Linked DNA regions of Arachis hypogaea: region 1 is linked to region 2. Evidence: chromatin contacts called from public Hi-C data. All regions are on one chromosome and are shown on one strand. The core of a region is the stretch at or near the end of the contact, and the rest is flanking DNA. Distances in the headings are between cores, read along the strand shown.

Region 1 (4,787 bases), core at 1,659-4,158, 33 kb before region 2:
ATAAATTGATAAATTTAAAAATACAAAAAATAATATTTGTACTAATTTTTTTTGTACATTTTTTGTATATTTTTTATGATATAAAAATAAAATTCTATTTTTATTAATAATTTTTATGTCAAAAATAAAATATATAATAATAATACATAATATTTTTTTTGTAAACTTTTGGTTGTCTGTAATATTTTCAATTCGATAGATCACGAACTAAATGATACGGATTTAAGTTCTATTTAAGAGTTTATCGCTGACTAATGAGTTGTTATATATATAAAGTATTAGGGTTGGCAAAGCGGGCCGGCCCGCCCCAATCCGTCCCGCCCCGCCTAGACCCGCCTCATAAATGGGGTGGATTGGCCCGCCCCGCCAACTAAAATGGGTTTAAAATGCTAGTCCGTCTCACTTTATGGCGGATTGGCGGGCTAGCCCACTTGACTCTTTTTTTTTTTGAAAAATAAAATATATTAAAATTAACCAAAAAATAATAATTAAAAAATCAAATATAAAGAAAAAATAGTCAAATTATAATATAATTTTTTACTATTTTTTAATTTTTAACTTTAATAAAATTATTCAAAATAATATTTGTCAATAGAATCATCTTTATTTTAAAAAATAAGTCACATAATTTGAGCATATATACGAAATTGTAAAAAAAAATAAAAAATAAAAAGTCTTTGGCCCAGCGGACCGGCCCGCCCCACCTCGCCAAAATCCGCCAATTTGGCGGTGCGAGTTTGGCGGACTCCAAATCCTAGTCCGACCCGATTTTTTAGCGGGTTTAGCGAATTCGCCCGACGGACTTGACCCGTTTTGCCACCCCTATAAAATATGATTTAAACTTCTGACACTTATTTAAGCAGATGAATGAATTAAGGAGTCGACTAATCTAAATTGATTAATATATATATAATTTTTATAAGGGAAGAAAGTGACCTAGGTAACTTTGATTTGGTGGTAGGGGCAAAGAGAGAGAGAGGGAGGGAGAGAGAAAGAGTCCCCTTATCTTACACCTCATTGTTGTTTGTTTGATAATGTGAGATGGAAATTTTGGCCGGCTATTATGGCTCCCTATCATGGGGACCAACATGGGTCCATTACCCATTCCTTCAACCACACTTGTGCTCCTCTTCTTCCGCCTTAATCTTTAACTTAATCTCCATTTTCTCCGTAATTACAAGGATACCTCATACATATATAAGTTTAGTCATTTTTACCTTTCCTAATTCCTATATATATCAAGAATTTAATTTGATACATTTAATTTTATATTTATATCTAATTACATAATATTATATTAACAAAATAATTATATTTTCCATTAACAACATGAATAATTATCTAAAAAGTTAATTAATTTATAGTCAAAATAATAAAATAAATTCCAAAGACTAATTTAATTTATAATTAATAATCTTAGAAACTAAAGCAACGTTTTCAAGTTTTGAAAAACTTATATGATTTATATATAAATATATTAACTAAATTGAACATTAGATGAGGCCAACAAAAGAAAAGAAAAAAAAAAGAGAAAAAAAAATTCTAATTCGGTTGTATTTTTATTTCATGTGTTATTTTTAACATCATGTACATAAGTAACTCAAATAAACTTAATGTTTTAACAACCTCTAATAATAGAGTGATATAATATCTCAAAAATTGTCTAGTATACATAATCAATTTAGCGGCCGTTATACCAGTAGTTTCTGAAAATCGTTGCAAATAATTAACTCTCGTAAGCTAAAGAATCCCAATTAAAAATCACTCGAAATTGGTTTAAAAAACAATCGTCGCTATTCAGCGTTTCTGTTACAATAAGTCAATAAGATTACATATAGAAATTATTTTTGGGAACTTGGCACCCCCTTATAGACATATCGCTATAGAAGATATCTATTTTCCCATATAATTCAAGTTACCCGAAGAAAACATCAATGTGAATTGTGAAAAACAAAAGAATAGGAGACAGGATAATCAAATCGAATCGATATTAAATTTGTTCCCAAACCGTTTCTTTTTCCTTCCTTTGACTTTGTGCTTGTTGATATGAGCTTTCATAAGTGTCACAAAAAAGTAGATGTAATTAATTAAGTCACATCTAATCTTGATGAAACAATGGAGAATGGAGCATACAGTGTTGTCTAATTGAAAGCATATATTCATTCATTTAATTCTACAAGCCAATTGAATCCATATAACATTGACATATTTGGATTAAAGTGATGATAGTTGCAACATGTATAAGAAAGTGAGAGGTCAATTATCCAAAAATTAATTAATAGCTTTTATAATGTGCAATTCCACTAAAATATTGATTAGTGTGTTATCAATGAGAACAATTGAACAACATTGTTCTTTACGTTTTTCTTTTTCTTTTTAATCAAGAAAGGGAGTATGATATGAAGAATCATAACTCCAAATCAAAGGAGGTAAAAATCATTAAAGAAATAAAGAAGCATATTGCTATTTTTTTAAGATATTGTTTTATCTTCATAACATTGGGCCAAGTGCATGTGTTATGAAAGGCCTAGAAGCCCAGCATTACTCCCAGCCAAGCCCAAAACATATCTAGCCCGCACATTTAATTTTTTTTTTTCATTTTGACAAAAGAAAATTATTTTTCTGTCTAAAAAAAATTAGATATGAATATAAAATTCTTTTTGCAATCCGCAAGAATTTTTTATTTTTATTTTCTTTTCTTTTTGCAATGTGCAAGAATCTTTTCATTATTTTTTTTTTACAATTTGCAAAAAAACCTTTTTGCAATCGCAAAAAGCAAATTATATTACACATAAATCAATAATATTTTAAAGTTAATTTTTTTATTTTTCACCTACCATCTCTTTCTCTCTCTCTAAACTGATCAGATTTTTTGTTATTATTCCCAACCAAAGAGAAAAGTCAATTCAGATTAAAAAAAATGAAACACAAAAGAAGAGTCAATGAAGGTTCTAGGACCTCTCTGAGGGTAGAAAACCAAATAGAAAAATACGGAAACTGAGAATGGAGCCGCCACGGAATGGACAAAGATACAACAATGACATATCAATAAACTTTATTAAAAGCTGTTACGATTTTGGTCACGGGAACCTTAGTTCCTTCCTACTTCCTAGGCTTCTGTTTGGTTTTCCATTCACTAAAATTCGTATCATCATTTCAACTTTCAAGGACATAACTTCCATTTAATTCATTTCTGATAACATCTGCTTCATCGGTTAAATTTCAAAATGTCAATTTCCGTTTGAGCTAAAACAACATTGGGTACCATGATTTAAGAATAATCATTATTTTTCCCTCAAATTAAACTCCGGCAAATGCATGTATATAGTACCAATATGTGGTTATGATTATTCTTCTTTTATTTTTTTGTTTGATTTATGATTATGTTTATTATTCTCATTTTAGTCAGAGGTCATTTTATATTCAAAGATTTTTTTTGTTTAATTTATGATTATGTTTAATTTTTTTATTTTATTTAAGGATCATTTTTTTATTCAAAGATTATTTCTGTTTGATTTATGATTATGTTTATTATCATTATTTTATTCAAAAGTTCATTTTATTTATGCCAATGTTATTATTCTTCTCTTTTTTATTTTGCATTACTTTATGGCTTACAAGAACACCAAATCAAAGTTTATAAGTTTGCATTTTATATATTTTAACGTTATGGGCATTTTGTTATGAGTCACGTATCTCATAACATGAGAAGCATCTAAAAGTCACGACTACTCCAACTAATAAAGTCTTTTGAAAATAATAATGGAAGAACATTGCATTATCATTGTTTCATTTTAAAATTCAGAGTGATTGGAGATTGATACAATGACACCATATAGATAAACTAATGAAAAACTTTTGTTTCTCACTCCTTTTTCCGTACCAGGAACAATGCGGTCCAAAGCAATACGCTACTAGATTAAGCTAAAAAAGCTAGTACATTATAAGATGGTTAGGAGCAGAATAAAGATGGTTAGTACATTAATGGAAGATTGGTGCAAAATCAGGCCAGAATAAAGATTACGATTACGAGATTTTATAAAGATCTGTATCGGCAGGAACATGCTCCTTTTATTGGCATCCGTGATGGGTTGGTAAAACAGATTGAGAAGGAAGAGGCAGCAGTGCTAGAGGTAATGTTAACACCGGAGGAGATACGAGAGGCGGTTTGGGATTGTGAATTAAGTAAAGCTCCGGGTAGTGATGGCTATAATATGAACTTCATAAAGAAATGTTGGGAGGAGATTGGCCAGGAATTTACTACAACTGTGTTGGATTTTTTTCAGAGTGCGAAGCTACCAACAGAGGCTAATGTAGCTTGGGTGGCTCTAACTCCAAAGTTTGTGGGAGCCAAAGAAATCAAAGACCTAAGACCGATTAGTATGGTTGGTTGTGTTTATAAGGTGATATCAAAAGTGCTGGTAAGAAGAATGCGCCCAGTGATGCTATGTTTAGTGGGGGAGACCCAGTCTGCGTTTGTAAAGGGCCGAAAAATACATGATGGTGCTCTCATCACTTGTGAGACGGTCCAATGGCTAAAGCTGCGAAGGAAGCAGGCGACAATTGTCAAACTAGACTTTCAGAAAGCTTATGACAGGGTGAGATGGAGTTTTGTGGATATAGTATTACAGAAGATGGGCTTTGGTCTTAGATGGAGGACATGGGTGAAGGAATGTGTGACCACGGCGTCTATGTCAGTGTTGATTAATGGGTCACTATCCAAGCCTTTCAAGATGGAGAGAGGACTCAGACAAGGAGATCCCCTCTCTCCTTTTTTTTTATTCTTG
Region 2 (5,119 bases), core at 816-3,315:
TCTACGTTGTGACCAAAATTATACTTAATTCCTTAAAACTATCTTGTCAAACTTTGTTTATTCCCATACAAGGGCATTGATAAAGTAATTAGCGGATCTATTTTGTTATTAATTAAGAATTAAAGAAATTAAAAGAAAATGCCACTTTATGCTTTCAACCAGCACTTTTCGCACATACTTTAACAAAAATTATTCTTTTCATAAAAATAAAAAAGAAAAAGAAAAAGGATATATCAAAAGTGAATCTCCCTTTCTTATTTATTATTTTAATGATGTAAAGGGTGACTAGTAAGTTATAATTAACTCGTGCCCATGCATAGTGTAGCTGGCTAGGATTATTTGTCTAGCCAATTCCATAGGTTTGTTTCATATGGTTAACTTTATAGCAATTTAATAATGATCTTAATTTAACACCCCATATCATTATTTTATGATATGCATATAATAAGAATCTTGCTGGTGTTAAAAAGAGGTTAGTATAATATAATAGTAATTATACCATAACCCTCAGTCAACTACTACATGGTACAGAGATTTGAGGGAAATTTATATATTTATTCCTGGGTAATAATAAACTATATTAGCTTAATTAGTTCACGTGGTCACACGTGTACATTTGTCTTAAAGGCTGTAATGGAAAAGCTTAGCTTGCCGTGCATCAATTCATATTAATATTTAAAAAATATTAAAATACTAGATCATTTGAATTTATTATTTTTAATTATTAATATTTAAAAAATAAACTAAAAATATATTATTAAATTAAAAAAATTTAGTTTATAACTAAAAATAATATTTTTGATAATTTTTTATTATTTTTCTTTTCTATTTTTTTTACATATTATTCTTTCTTTTTTTAGTAATGCCTCTCTAAATTTTGTATTGAGGTTGAAGTTTTTGAAATATTTCTTCTTCTTTTTTAATATAATATTTTTAAATATGTTGTAGTCATGATCTAAATAGCACCTTTTTTTTAACCCAACTAACTTAGAACTTCATCATGAGAAGCCTTTAATATAATTTATACGAGTTTAATTAAGAAATCAAATTTTTAATTAATATCAACAATTTTTTTTTTTTAGTTTTAGATTTTAAATCCTAAATTACAAATTCTATATTTTAAAAGAAATAGTTTTATAATAAAAAATTAATTAATATTAACTGATTAAAAAATAATTCCTTATAATTATTTTAGAATAAATACACATACATAGCTCCATCATATATAGCCCTTTCTGGTGGCTTAAAGTTAATCAATAGTGAATGATGAATTTGGGTTAAACCAAGGGGCAATTGTTAACACCTACCACAAAAGTGAAGAATTTAGAGTGGAAGTTCTTGAAAAAGTGTGCATGATTAAAAGGTGGTGTGAATTTATTAAAAAAATGAAAAGTTATTATTTAATTTAAAAGATATAAGAATAAACAATTTTTAAAAAATTAAAATTTATTATAAAAAATAAATTAAGCAAAATTTAAGTAAAAATTTATAGATATCATAGAATTGGTTTTGTAACCAAAGTGAACAGTAAACAAAAGGGGTGATAAAAGTAAAAACTTTTAATTTTTTTAATCTATTCACTACATTAAAAGTTAAAACTGATAAAAAATATAAAAAACTTTCATTTTCAATTTCTTTTTAATTTTTTTACTATTTTTTTAATTTCTCGCAATATTCTAGTTCTAATAGGCCAAGAAGTAACAATTGTTAGAAAACTTTAATACATAAATAACAATATTCTATAACCAAATTATTTTAATAATTAAATTTAATTAAATTGATCTAACAATTTATTGTTATATAAAAAATAAATTGAAGAAAAAAGAGAAGACATATAAAAAAGACTTAATTAATCTTAATTATAAAAATAATTTATTTACTTAACATTTTTATACACAAGTTAAATATTAAATAAATTAAACTTACTACCTTATTAACACAAAATAATTAATTAATATATAAAAGATAAAATATTAAGAATTTGAATATTATTTTATTAATATTAGTCAATAATATATTTTGTAATATTATGTATTAAATATGTTTATGAACTAAATATGGACAGAAAATGATATGTTTTGTTAGCTGTCTGGCAATGAAATCTATGTTTTTTCAAACTAAAATTTTAGCTTCACTCTTCATGTTCTTCGTTAATAAATCGTAGTCTTCCAAGTTACCAAAACAAGAAGAAGAAAAAAAAAATTGTTCTTCTTCCTCTTCCTCTTGTTCCTCATTTTCTGGTATTCTTATCCTTCTTCCACTTCACACACACGCATTCACATTAACACACACACACACACACTACATTTCACAAAACCCAGTTCTTCTCTCTCTCTCTCTCTCTCTCTCTCTTACCGTTTATAGCTCATTTTTCCTTCTCCAAATCTGAACCCACAAATCCAAGCTCCCCATTTTCCCTCACACTTCTCACACTCCTCAATTGCATGTCCTTTCCAAATCCATTACCAACTTAACAACTCTGTTCTTTGTAACGTGTGTTCATCTCTCGCTTCTCAGTGTTTCTGCTACTTCCCTCTTTGTCCTCTTTGGTCTTCAGTTTTGATCCCTTTCAGCTAAGTTGTGTTTGCTTCTAATAAAATACAGAGGAAAAAGAAAAAAAAAGGAAGAAAATTTTCATCTGGGGTCATGAGATTTGTTGCATTCAGGTTCAATATTCTTCTCTTCTGATTCTAAGCTTCAACACCCCCCCCTTTCCCTTTTTCCCCTTTTTGGGATTTTACATTCAGATCTCTTTATCTCTCTCTGGCTCAGAAAAATGGAAAGATAACTCTTTTGAGCCATCATCAACATTGTTGTGTCAGTTCAAAGGTTGTGTTTTTTCGCATTCTCCTTTTTGAAGTTCTCTTCTTGTTGGAAATTGGAATTGCTCTATGCTTATGATGTTTCATTTTCAAGGCTCATGCTCAAGTTTGAACCTTGAGAAAGTGATTGCATTCTCCAAAATGTGCTCCACTTTGGTTTGACTTGGTTCCCATCTCTGCATAAAGTACCAATTTTTGGCACTAAATTTCATCTTTTTCGGAAAGGCTTCCACTTTAGGGTCTCCTATCTTTGTCCTTGCATATACAACTCATACATGGATTACATACCCTATGAAGTTTCAAGTTACTTTACTGCAATCATGTTGAAGTTCATGGCAACATTCTGTGGTGGCTTATTGAATTTCTGAGCTTTGGAGTTTGGAGTACTATTCTTTCAGGTACCATACTTGAGCATTTTTCTCTTCCACTGTAGTTCTTTTAGAAATTGTGACAATTCTTTGCCTAATTTTCAAAGATACTATGCATGTGTGAGCTTTTATCATTGCACTGCCGAACCACACTTGGGGCTTGACAAAGACATTTTACTTAAACTTTATTTTTTATTATCCCTCTACAGGTGTTTGGTATAATTGCCAAGGTGGAAACCAATATCTTTACATTTAGATGTGACTTTTGGAATAAGGATCATTCATCTTAATTTGTCAATCTAAGCATACACAGATATGCTTGAACAGAATTCTCACCTTAGGTCACCACTATTGTTATGTGTATCCATCTGCTTCTTGCTATATCCTGTTGTGAGGGCTGACATACCAGTAGGTTCTAAGCTTTGTGTGGTTGACAATGGCAGCTGGGTTTCCAAAAATGGTAATTTTGCAGTCGGGTTCTTTAACATTTCGGATGAACCTAACCAGTTTAGTATTGGTATTCGATTCAACAACAAGTCTATACCGTACAGCCAACAAACAATGGTGTGGACTGCTGGATTTCAGACTGCAGTAGGTAACAAGTCTTGTTTCCAAATCACCACAAATGGAGATATGATCCTGTTTGATGATCAAGGAATGATAGCATGGAACAGCAACACCAGTAACAAGGGTGTCGTGTCGGCTTCTCTTCTTGATAATGGTAATCTTGTTCTGATGGACAGAGAGCAAAAGATAATTTGGCAAAGTTTTGATGATCCAGATGATACACTTCTCCCAGGACAGTATCTATCTTGTGATAAATCGCTTCGTGCTGCCACTAAGGATCTAGTGTCCAGTTACTACACTCTTTCCATGAATGTTTCAGGACACCTAATGCTTCGCTGGGAAAGTAATATTCCCTACTGGATAAGCGAAAGCCCCTCCACTTCGAATCTCACTGCATATCTGACAAACAATGGAGCTCTACAACTTTTAGACAACAGTTCTAATGTTGTTTGGAGTGTGTTTGGGGAAGACCACAATGAATCTGTGAACTACCGATTTCTTAGGATAGATGTCGATGGCAATCTCCGCCTATATTCATGGGTGGAGGCTTCACAGTCATGGAGATCTGTCTGGCAAGCTGTTGAGAATCAGTGCAAGGTTTTTGCAACTTGTGGTAAACAAGGGGTCTGTGTTTTGTCTCCCTCAGGTACTGCTGATTGTGTGTGCCCTTTCGAGCAGACCGACACCGGGACCTGTTTGGTTCCATATGAACAGAAGTGTGAACCTGGCTCCACTATGATGACATATTGGAACACACACCTATATGGAATTTACCCTGTTGATGGTCCGGGTATCATAAGTAGCCTGCATCAATGTATGCAATTGTGCCAGAATGATTCAAGGTGTACGGTTGCAACCTTTTCTAATGATGGTGTTCCCCAATGCTCAATAAAGAAATCTGAATATATCACTGGTTATTCAGATCCGTCTCTAAGCTCGGTATCATTTGTTAAGAGATGTTCATTTCCATTTGCAGTAAATCCCACACTTGGAAGCACACCTCCAACCAAACAAGCTCCTAGATTTTGTGTTCCTTGTTTAATAGGAGCAGCCTCAGGCACATGTTTCGTTGTTGTTATCATTCAGCTTGGAATTGTTTTCTACATCTATAGAAGAAAAATTTCTACTAGGAGGAAAGAAAGTTTAGCTTCCGCAGGTGCAAATTCAAAGGGCTTAGTTGCATTATCTTTTTCAGAGATCAAGAGCCTCACCGAAGACTTCAAGGATCAGATTGGACCAAATATGTTCAAGGGCATGCTACCAAACAAATCTCTTGTTGCAGTTAAAGAGCTGAATGCACCCATAGATGACAGGAAGTTTCGGAGTGCTGTTCTGAAGATTGGAAGCATCCACCACAGGAAT

The links. Hi-C and Micro-C count contacts between places; a contact is called where the count stands out from the background.
Region 1: a contact with region 2 is called in a Hi-C map of an unstated tissue, with 4 times the contacts expected there. The contact joins the enhancer-like site here to the promoter of LOC112696048 in region 2. A contact is called at or near these places in 2 of 8 Hi-C or Micro-C datasets (leaf and an unstated tissue).

The regions. Positions count from the first base shown.
Region 1 is chr6:12,035,017-12,039,803 of arahy.Tifrunner.gnm2.J5K5, reverse strand. No RefSeq gene overlaps it. Among protein-coding and RNA genes, the nearest start is that of LOC112696049, 21 kb to the left of the region's middle. Within about 2 kb of position 2,908, at least 2 of the 3 cell types and tissues checked have open chromatin away from gene starts, as enhancers often do.
Region 2 is chr6:12,000,557-12,005,675 of arahy.Tifrunner.gnm2.J5K5, reverse strand. LOC112696048 (G-type lectin S-receptor-like serine/threonine-protein kinase SD3-1) reads left to right here and starts at 2,065. Exons shown (of 2, transcript XM_025748631.3): 1 at 2,065-3,220; 2 at 3,400-5,119. The coding sequence starts at 3,506.